2 separate regions of the Mus musculus genome follow, and region 2 is linked to region 1. The links are chromatin contacts, called in public HiChIP or PLAC-seq maps. All regions are on one chromosome and are shown on one strand. Each heading gives the region's core, a stretch centred on a gene start, on an enhancer-like site or on the middle of the called end of the contact. The rest is flanking DNA. Distances are from core to core; before and after follow the strand shown. Region 1 has its middle 20 kb from the start of Gm31064. Region 2 overlaps Rgs6 (regulator of G-protein signaling 6).

Region 1 (4,046 bases), core at 693-3,192:
TATGTGTTGTTGTTGTTGTTGTTTTAAATCTCAGAGTGACTAAGAAAACCTGAGGCTTTCCTGTCTTTACAAGTCAGGAAAGGTAGGCACCTCGAGTGAGGCAGGACTTGAGATGAAGCCTCTAATGTGGAGGCTTTGGGCTACATCTTGAGAGTCAATTGATTTTTGTCCAATGCACTCATTATGTAAGATCCCACCCATAAAGTCATCCAAGCAGCCCCAGAATAAACAAAAGCATCACTATAGTGACTCCCATGCTAAGAGATGTGGTTTAAAGTATCACCCAAAGGTTCATGTGTTACAAGCTCAGCCTTTAGGTGTGAACATTTGAGAGGGTAGGACCCAGTAGGAGGTCTGAGAGTAAACAGCTGTGTTCTCAGAAGGGTTTGTGGAACAAGGTGCTCTGGCTTCCTGCTTGGCTTTCTGATCTGGCTCCCCTGAGCCTCTTTCCTGCCATGAGGTCCTCACCCAGAGCTGAGCTTGGTTCTCCCAGATGGTGAAAGACATAAAGGGCCTCGTTCTTACGAAGTTAGCCTCCCGATGTTACTTTGTCCCAAGGATGAAAACTGAACAAACACAGTAACCACCCACAGCTGCATGCTTCATGCTTCTCAGACCCGGAATTGGGACTGATTCCATCCATCCATGGCTTGAAGGGTGCGGCTCTGCCCTAGCACAGTTTTCACCTTTGCAAGGAAACAGTCATTTTCCTTGGCCCTTTAAAGTGCATGTTCCACACCTAGGCTTGGGTTACATTTGCTTATTTTCCCAGCATTTAAGAAGCTGAACCAGGAGGATTGTAAGTTCAAGACTAACATGAACTTCATAATGAGTTCAACACAGCTTAGGTTCCACAATGAAAAAATTCTGCCTTGATTTAAAATAATAATAATAATAATAATAATAATAATAATAATAATAAAGACCTGTCATTAGGAATAATTCTGCCCATACTGCAGTTTGAACTAATTCTAAATTCTTTTTTAACCTCTAGTCAAAAGTTAAGAACCAAGCCTTTTTGTTTGTTTGTTTGTTTTTGTATTTTTGTTTTTTGGAGACAGGGTTTCTCTGTGTAGCCCTGGCTGTCCTGGAACTCACTCTGTAGACCAGGATGGCCTCGAACTCAGAAATCTGCCTGCCTCTGCCTCCCAAGTGCTGGGATTAAAGGCATGTGCCACCACTGCCCGGCAAACCAAGCCTTTTCTAATGGTTTCCTTTCATCAGAATGAGTTTTCAAATCAAGAACCCTGGGACTTTTCTCTCTCCCCTTCCCCAATTACAGAGTTTCCTTTCCAGCCCCGTTAGACATTACCTTGGTTTATTGTCTTCGCCCTTCATTCCCCACTCATCTCCTGAGGGAACTCTGGGACCTCTGTGTTTATATCTCTATTAGCTTTTCAAGTCTCCCTTCACCAGAGACACTTGTAGTGCAATAACTCAATTATTTCAAGGGAGATTGGGAAGGAAAGCGCTAGCAGCGAAGACAGTGTGTGAAGTGCAGATAGTGTAACTGGCTTGGAAGTTTTGTAAGGAGAGCTCACCCTAGGACAACCTTCCTAATGCTGCGACCCCTGCCACCACCACCCCCACCCTTAACACAGTTCCTCATGTCATGGTGACCCCCCCAACTATAAAATTATTTTCACTGCTACTTCATAACTGTAATTTTGCTACTGTCACAAATCATAATGTAAGTATCTGTGTTTTTCAAAGGTCTTAGACCAACCACCCCTGTGAAGGGATCAGTCAGGCTCCCTCTGAGGGGGGGGCGAGACCCACAGGTTGAGAACCACTAGTCTAGGGTTTGTTTGAAATGGAAACTGACCTGAAAGGCTGTGGGGGCTCCATTCACTATTTTCCATCTCACCCCAGTATAGGGGTAGGCTACAGCAAGCTGTGGAACTAAAGCTCAGACTCAGCTCCCAAGCAGCCTTTTCCAGGGCTTAGCGATTTCCATGCTAATTGCAATTCCAGAAGCCAACACAGCACAAAGCCACAAAGCCGGGCGAAGGAAACGGAGCCTGTTAAAAGTGGAGGGAAATCCTTTACTTTGCACAGAGAGTATGCAATCCTGGCAGTCGTTTTCAGCTCTTGATAAGACAATGATGCTTCTGAGTTAAAAAACGTAATATGTTTATTAATTTATTTATCTTTTATCTATGTGTGCACAAGTCGAGATCAGGAGACAACTCTCAGGAGTGCGATCTTCGCCTTTCACCATGTGAGTCAGGATAGAACTTGTGCGGTCAGTTTGCCAGCAAGCATCTTCATCCTCTGGGCCATCTTGCCAGTCCCAATGAGTCCTCTTAATGCTATATTCATAAGAAACGGGTGATGAGGATGAACAGCAGCTGCCCCTTGATGCCAGGAGAGAAACCTAAGGAATCCAGAGTGTGGACAGCTAGAGAGCACAAGCCCCATCTAGTGGGGAGAGTGGGAACCCTGTGGGAACACTGGTTTGTGTGACCAGTTATTTCATTTGTGTATGTTAACACACAGACACACACACACACACACACACAAACCTATACACTTCTTGTTGTTTAGAGACAATGTCTCACTATAGAGTTCATGCTGGCCTTGAACTTGCAGTCCTCCAGTTTCAACCTCCCAAGTGCTGGGATTACAGGCATATACCACCACATCTGGTTATTACCAGATTTGGGGTGCTTTTTGTTGTTGTTGTTGTTGTTGTTTTGGTTTTTGGTTTTGTTGTGTTGTCAAGAACTAGATATTGCCGGGAGTGGTGGCGCACACCTTTAATCCCAGCACTTGGGAGGCAGAGGCAGGTGTATTTCTGAGTTCGAGGCCAGCCTGGTCTACACAGTGAGTTCCAGGGCTACACAGAGAAACCCTGTCTCAAAAAAACAAAAAACAACAAAAAAAAACAAAACAAAACAAAACAAAAAGAACTAGATATTTATTTGCATCCATCTGGCTGCTAGATATTGTTTCTTTTGGTTTTTGTCATTTTTTTTTTAACACTCAAGGTAAGCTAGCACCAACTCCAGGTAGGTTTCCTCAAAGCAGCACAAGATTGAAGCATTTGCTATACAGGACTGTTTAGAAACTATGTTCTGCTCAGCTGAATATTTGCATACATAAAGTCACTAGAGGGTTTACAATTGATTTGAAACATATATTGCTCTGGTTTGATTTCCGTTGCTGGTCAGTCAGGAGAGGCTGTCCTGAGTTCAAAAATACTCTGCAAAAATAAATAAGCAAAATATAAAGTGTTCAACTACATTAGAAAATTTGTTGTCTTTAAAAATATTTGAGCCGGTCGTGGTGGCGCACGTCTTTAATCCCAGCACTTGGGAGGCAGAGGCAGGTGGATTTCTGAGTTCGAGGCCAGCCTGGTCTACAAAGTGAGTTCCAGGACAGCCAGGGCTATACAGAAAAACCCTGTCTCAAAAATAAATAAATAAATAAATAAATAAATAAATAAATAAATAAATTTGATTAAGACTGGAGCTGCAGCTGGTGGCGGCGTCAGTGGCAGCGGCGGTGGCACCGGGGGCGGTGACCGGCGTTGGTTTCCCTCCTCGGCACCCAAGTGGGGATACTCCCTAACCCCCTAAGAGGTCGTGGCTAATTTTTTTTCCCATTTTTTTTTTCTTTAGGCGATTCTCGAGGATTTTAGCTGCGAGAGGAGTGCCCCCCTCCTCCTGCTCTCCTGCCTCTTACTTCTGGATCGGTTTTGTTGAGAGATTTTTTTTTTTTTTTTTTTTTTTTTTGCCCCACTCTTGGAAGGTGACTTGGGTCACCCTCCGGGTCTCAGTTGTTTTGTTTATTTATTTTTTCTTTTTTTAATTTTATTTTTCCTTTTTTTTTTTATCTCGTTCCTTCTTGTTTGTGTTGTGTGTGGAAATGGCATACTCGGCAAACACAAACACCGTGCCTAAATTGTACAGATCTGTGATTGAAGATGTTATTAATGACGTACGAGACATTTTTCTGAATGATGGGGTGGATGAACAGGTCCTGACGGAACTAAAAGCTTTGTGGGAGAAAAACCTACTGCAGTCTAGGGCAGTAGATGGATT
Region 2 (4,395 bases), core at 1,677-4,176, 550 kb before region 1:
ACATCCTGGACCCCACAATGATAAGCCTTCTTTTCAAGACTGTAGGAGCCCCTTGGAGAAGTTGGCTATGGCATGTGTACCAACACCAGGGCAGGTAAAGGCAAGGTCAAGGGTCAAGGTAAAGGCCAAGGTAAAGGTCAAGGGTCAAGTACCTGGGTCCTCAATGGAAAGGTTCTTCATAAGCCACTGTACAATGTCAGTACCTGCAAGGACAAAGCAATCACAGTTGAAGATCTCATTGGTAGCAGATGTAACGTCTTCACCAGAGTCCTAAGCTATCCTAAGCCCAGCAGCACATAGTCCAAGAGATGCACAGTATTGATACTTTCCCATGGTACCCAGCCTTTCCTATCCACTGGAACATTTCCACGGTTATGATGCAATCATTGTTATCCCTCCTTTTCTTCCTTCTTTAATGGACAAGGCTTTGGTGCATCCCAGGCTGGCCTTGAATTTTCTATACAGACGAGGATGCTGAGATCCCAGTCTTGCACCACCGTGCCTAGTTTCTACAGTCCTGGGGCTCAAACACAGGGCTTCATGCATTCTAGGCAACCAGTTGAGCTGCACTCCCTATATTCCAATCTTTTTACAAGAAAGGAAGAAAAACAAACAGGAAAAAGAAAGGAAGAAAAAATAAAAACCTACCGATCAAACCAACCAAACAAACCAAAACGAAAAATCCAAATTCACTTCTGAGGTCTCAGTTTTATCTGCATTTCTAGGGAGCATCCGTCAGAAACTTACTGAGGACATGGATTTCAGTGGTTTCCCCAAGACAGGCTGGCAAGACCTGAGTATGCCTGCTCCCAGAACATTTCGTCCTTGGCATCATGCCTACCGACAAGGGCTAACCAGCTCAGGAGACTTCAAGGTTCTTGAAAAACCCATTCATTTCAGCTGTGAGTCCATTCTGAATCAACATGCCTCTGGGTCTGCAGTAGACACTTCGGAGTCTTCACTCGCAGCGTCTCCATTTTGCTTCGGGCCCCAGCTACCTTACATATCCAACCCCCACCCCTGAAGAAGGCTGTGAACCTACTATACTAATTATAGGCGTGGGTAGAATGACCTATACCACGTCCTGATCTGGCCTGTGAAAACTCCTGTGTGGGCCATGCACACCTCCCAGACCCTTCCCTTAGTTCTCTGGGAGACTGAGTGAAACAGACACACAGTATGGATGGGGTCGTGGATCTCACCATGAAAATGTAGGACTCTTTGGGGTCCTCGTGAGAGGCATTATCTGTGTTTGGAATAAGCCCAGTTCTTAGGGACTCACGAACTCCCTGCCCGGCAGTGTGCTCTAGGGTAAGTCACGCTTGAACAGAAATTCTTCCTCTTGGTTTTGTCTTCTGGTGACAGAACAGTGAACCTGAACCCAGACCTCATTACTCTGAGACCATCCTGTCAGATTTTGGTCAGTCCTCCGATCAGTCATCAGTGTTCCAGTGTGGCAGACCTGCATTCATCCCATGGTTTGGTCTGGAGCCCCTTGCCATGGGCCACAGTCCCTGAACAAACTCCCTTTTACTATCTTCCTTTAAAAAGATGCACCTAGAACCAAGAGCAGCTTAGCTCACACAGGAGTGTGTAGAGAGCAGGGGAATCCCTGAGGGAGTGTGTATTATTGATGTGCCAAGGTCCCCAGTAGCTCAATTCTGTGGAGCTGGGAAAGCCTTCTTCCTGACGAGGCTCAGAAGCACAGCAAAGTCTTCTTTGTGGGGAGGGGGCGGTCCAGGTCTAAACTTCCTTTCTTAGGAGTTTACAGATGGAGACAGTCCCTTACAGAGATCTCTTACCGAGACTAGCTATCACTGCTCCCTGGGCGATACGTAACAAACACAGAGAGAGAGAGGATCTGGGTCGCCAGGGTGGTCAGTGCAGCTCCATCAGAGTACACACAGCCCCACCTGACCCAGCTTTTGGGTACTGATATCTCTGTGTTGGTTCTCATTCGTTTGCCTCTATAGTCAGGATTTTAGGATCCAGGCCTCCAGGTACATCACAGGCATGCAGGAACCCAATATCTGCAAGATTCCAAATATCTGATCTACCCACCATGTCACCCGAAGATTTCATTTTACACAGACCTCTAAACATGGCTTTATCATACTTTGATAGAAAATGGGTTCAAAGGAACAATATTTCCAGATCTGAGTCGAGAGCAGGTCTGAAACCCTGGTGTGTGTGTGTGTGTGTGTGTGTGTGTGTGTGTGTGTGTGTGTGTGTGTGTGTGTGAGGGAAAGCAGGCAGGGGAGGGTAGATTAGATTAGCAGGCTAATCGCTGCCTGGCTAGCTTCCCAGACAGGTGAATGAGATCCAACAGAGGAATTTACTGAGACACTCTTTTTTTGAGAATCAAAAATTTCAGACATTTGATCATTAGACTAGAAGTGAGATCTCTGATGGCGGGACAGCCTGGACCTTTGGTGTCTGATTTCTGTGTGGCTCAATGCCAGTGCCTTGGCGCTGCCAGGGCTTTACCCTTGTCCTCATGGGCTTTGCCTGGGGTCAGCCCTCATTGACAATTCCATTTCCTCACATGTCAGCCTCTAAGGCAAGACTAGGAAGCTTCCCACCCGAGCTTCCGGACCACATCTATGAGCCGAAACTGGATGTAAAAACACTTCAATCCGTTCCCATCCTTTGAGAGGGCGTTCACTTGTACCTCCGTGGGTACGTGTGTGCGCATGCTCATTTTCCCCCCACATCGCAGAAGTTCTGTTATTTGTTCTAGGAAATGCAGAACAAAACAGACATCAGCTAAGAACTGTAATCCCAAACTGGGGGTGGGGGAGAGACACTAACCTGTTCTTTTTTTTTTTTTTTTCCTTAAAGAAAAATAGTTCTTTTCTGTGGGTTGCCTGGAAACCGAGAGGCTTCCAGGATCACTCCGACTCTCCCCGGGGCCTGTGGATTATCTTTCCGCTGAGCTTGCTCAGCCATTATTTATCACCTGCCAAGATTGATTGCTCACTCTGGGACAATGACAGCCCTTCCTTTCCCCTGTTAATTACTGTCATCATTAATATCCATGTCACTAATTAGTATTCATTCACATTGAAACTCCTTCCCTGCTCTCCTACCCACCCTCCCCAGGCCCCAGGCCCATTGTCTGGATTTCTAACCCTCTTTGGCACTCAGTTTCTGGTCCAATTTTTCTCTGGCTCTACCAAACCCTGGTCACCTTCACTGAGCTAAAGGATAGCAATTAAGCACTTTTCTCCTCCCACTAACACTTTGGGGACCACAGAGCTGGGTTTTGTGTCCTGGTATAGTGACACTGGCAGTTGCCATGTGGGGATTAAGCTGCTATTCTTGGCTATCCTGGGTAAGGATACTTTATCTGCTGTTCCGTCACTGTCTCTCACACACAGTGGGTACCATTCTGTGGCCTGCGGCAAGCATGCTGGAGGATGCTTAGGGATGGGTCCGCTTCCCCCTCACTGCTTTTTAGGAGTGCTATTTCCTGCTTCTAAGGACTGACTGATCCACAAATGGCCTACCCCAGCTTTGGGGCTGGAAATGAACCACTGTGGTTCAGCCCCACAATAAGCAGGAAAGGCAAATATGTCATAATATTATGAAAGTGCTCCAACTAGGCATGTTATAGCCAGATGGGAACAGTCCACACAGCAACGGGAGCAAGCATTTGCTTTTAATTTTTCCTCTCTCTCCACCAACTCCAGCGACTGTCCTTTCCTTTCTCTCCACAAAAGAATTTGAAGAAGATTCATTTCTGTTTCATCGGAAAATAACTGCTGCCTTCTGTTTCCACTGTTGGTTTTTAGAGCTTACCTTTGTAAGACGCCCTGCAGGGACTTACAGACTGATAACACGGCACAGTGTAACACACACAGCGGAGTTACTCTGTTCCCTAGAGCCCAAGACACTGACCTAGAAGCTGTCTTCCTGAGGCCAATTGCATCTCTCTCTCTCTCTCTTTCTGTGTTATGTACATGCTATGTGGGTGCGTGTACAAGTATTTTACACATGCATTTGTATGTCAGAGATGAATGCACACACCTCCTTCAGCTACTCTTTACGTCATTCTTGAGACAGGGCCTCTCTCTCTCTCTGTCTCTGTTTCTGTCTCTGTCTCTCTCTCTGAGACAGGATTTCTCTGTGTAGCCCTGGCTGTCCTGGAACTCACTCTGTAGACCAGGCTGACCTCAAACTTGGAGATTCGTCTTCTTCTGCCTCCTGAAAAGTAAGGTTTCTTATTGAATCTGGAGCTCATCTACTCAGCTACGCTGTCTGTCTGTCTGTCTGTCCAGTGAGCTACAGGAATCTACCTATGTCTGTTTTCCCAGTACAGGAATTATAGGCTCATGGTCATACCCAGCTTTAAGTGGGTTCTAGAGATCTGAACTCATGTCTCACACTTGTGTG

What was found. HiChIP or PLAC-seq counts read pairs in DNA pulled down with a chosen protein or histone mark.
Region 2: a contact with region 1 is called in an H3K4me3 HiChIP or PLAC-seq map of embryonic basal ganglia, with 6 times the contacts expected there. The contact joins two enhancer-like sites. A contact is called at or near these places in 7 of 115 datasets of contacts at active chromatin or transcription factors (VIP interneurons, craniofacial prominence, embryonic basal ganglia and 3 more) and 1 of 9 other capture datasets (pancreatic islet).

What each region holds. Positions count from the first base shown.
Region 1 is chr12:82,496,362-82,500,407 of GRCm38.p6, reverse strand. It overlaps the pseudogene Gm5435. Among named protein-coding and RNA genes, the nearest start is that of Gm31064, 20 kb to the right of the region's middle. Within about 2 kb of position 1,942, at least 30 of the 459 cell types and tissues checked have an H3K27ac peak or open chromatin away from gene starts, as enhancers often do. A contact at or near this core is called in embryonic basal ganglia, where this site is marked.
Region 2 is chr12:83,043,367-83,047,761 of GRCm38.p6, reverse strand. Rgs6 (regulator of G-protein signaling 6) reads right to left here. Exons shown (of 17, transcript NM_015812.4): 4 at 153-203. Among named protein-coding and RNA genes, the nearest start is that of Gm31187, 37 kb to the left of the region's middle. Within about 2 kb of position 2,926, at least 39 of the 459 cell types and tissues checked have an H3K27ac peak or open chromatin away from gene starts, as enhancers often do. A contact at or near this core is called in embryonic basal ganglia, where this site is marked.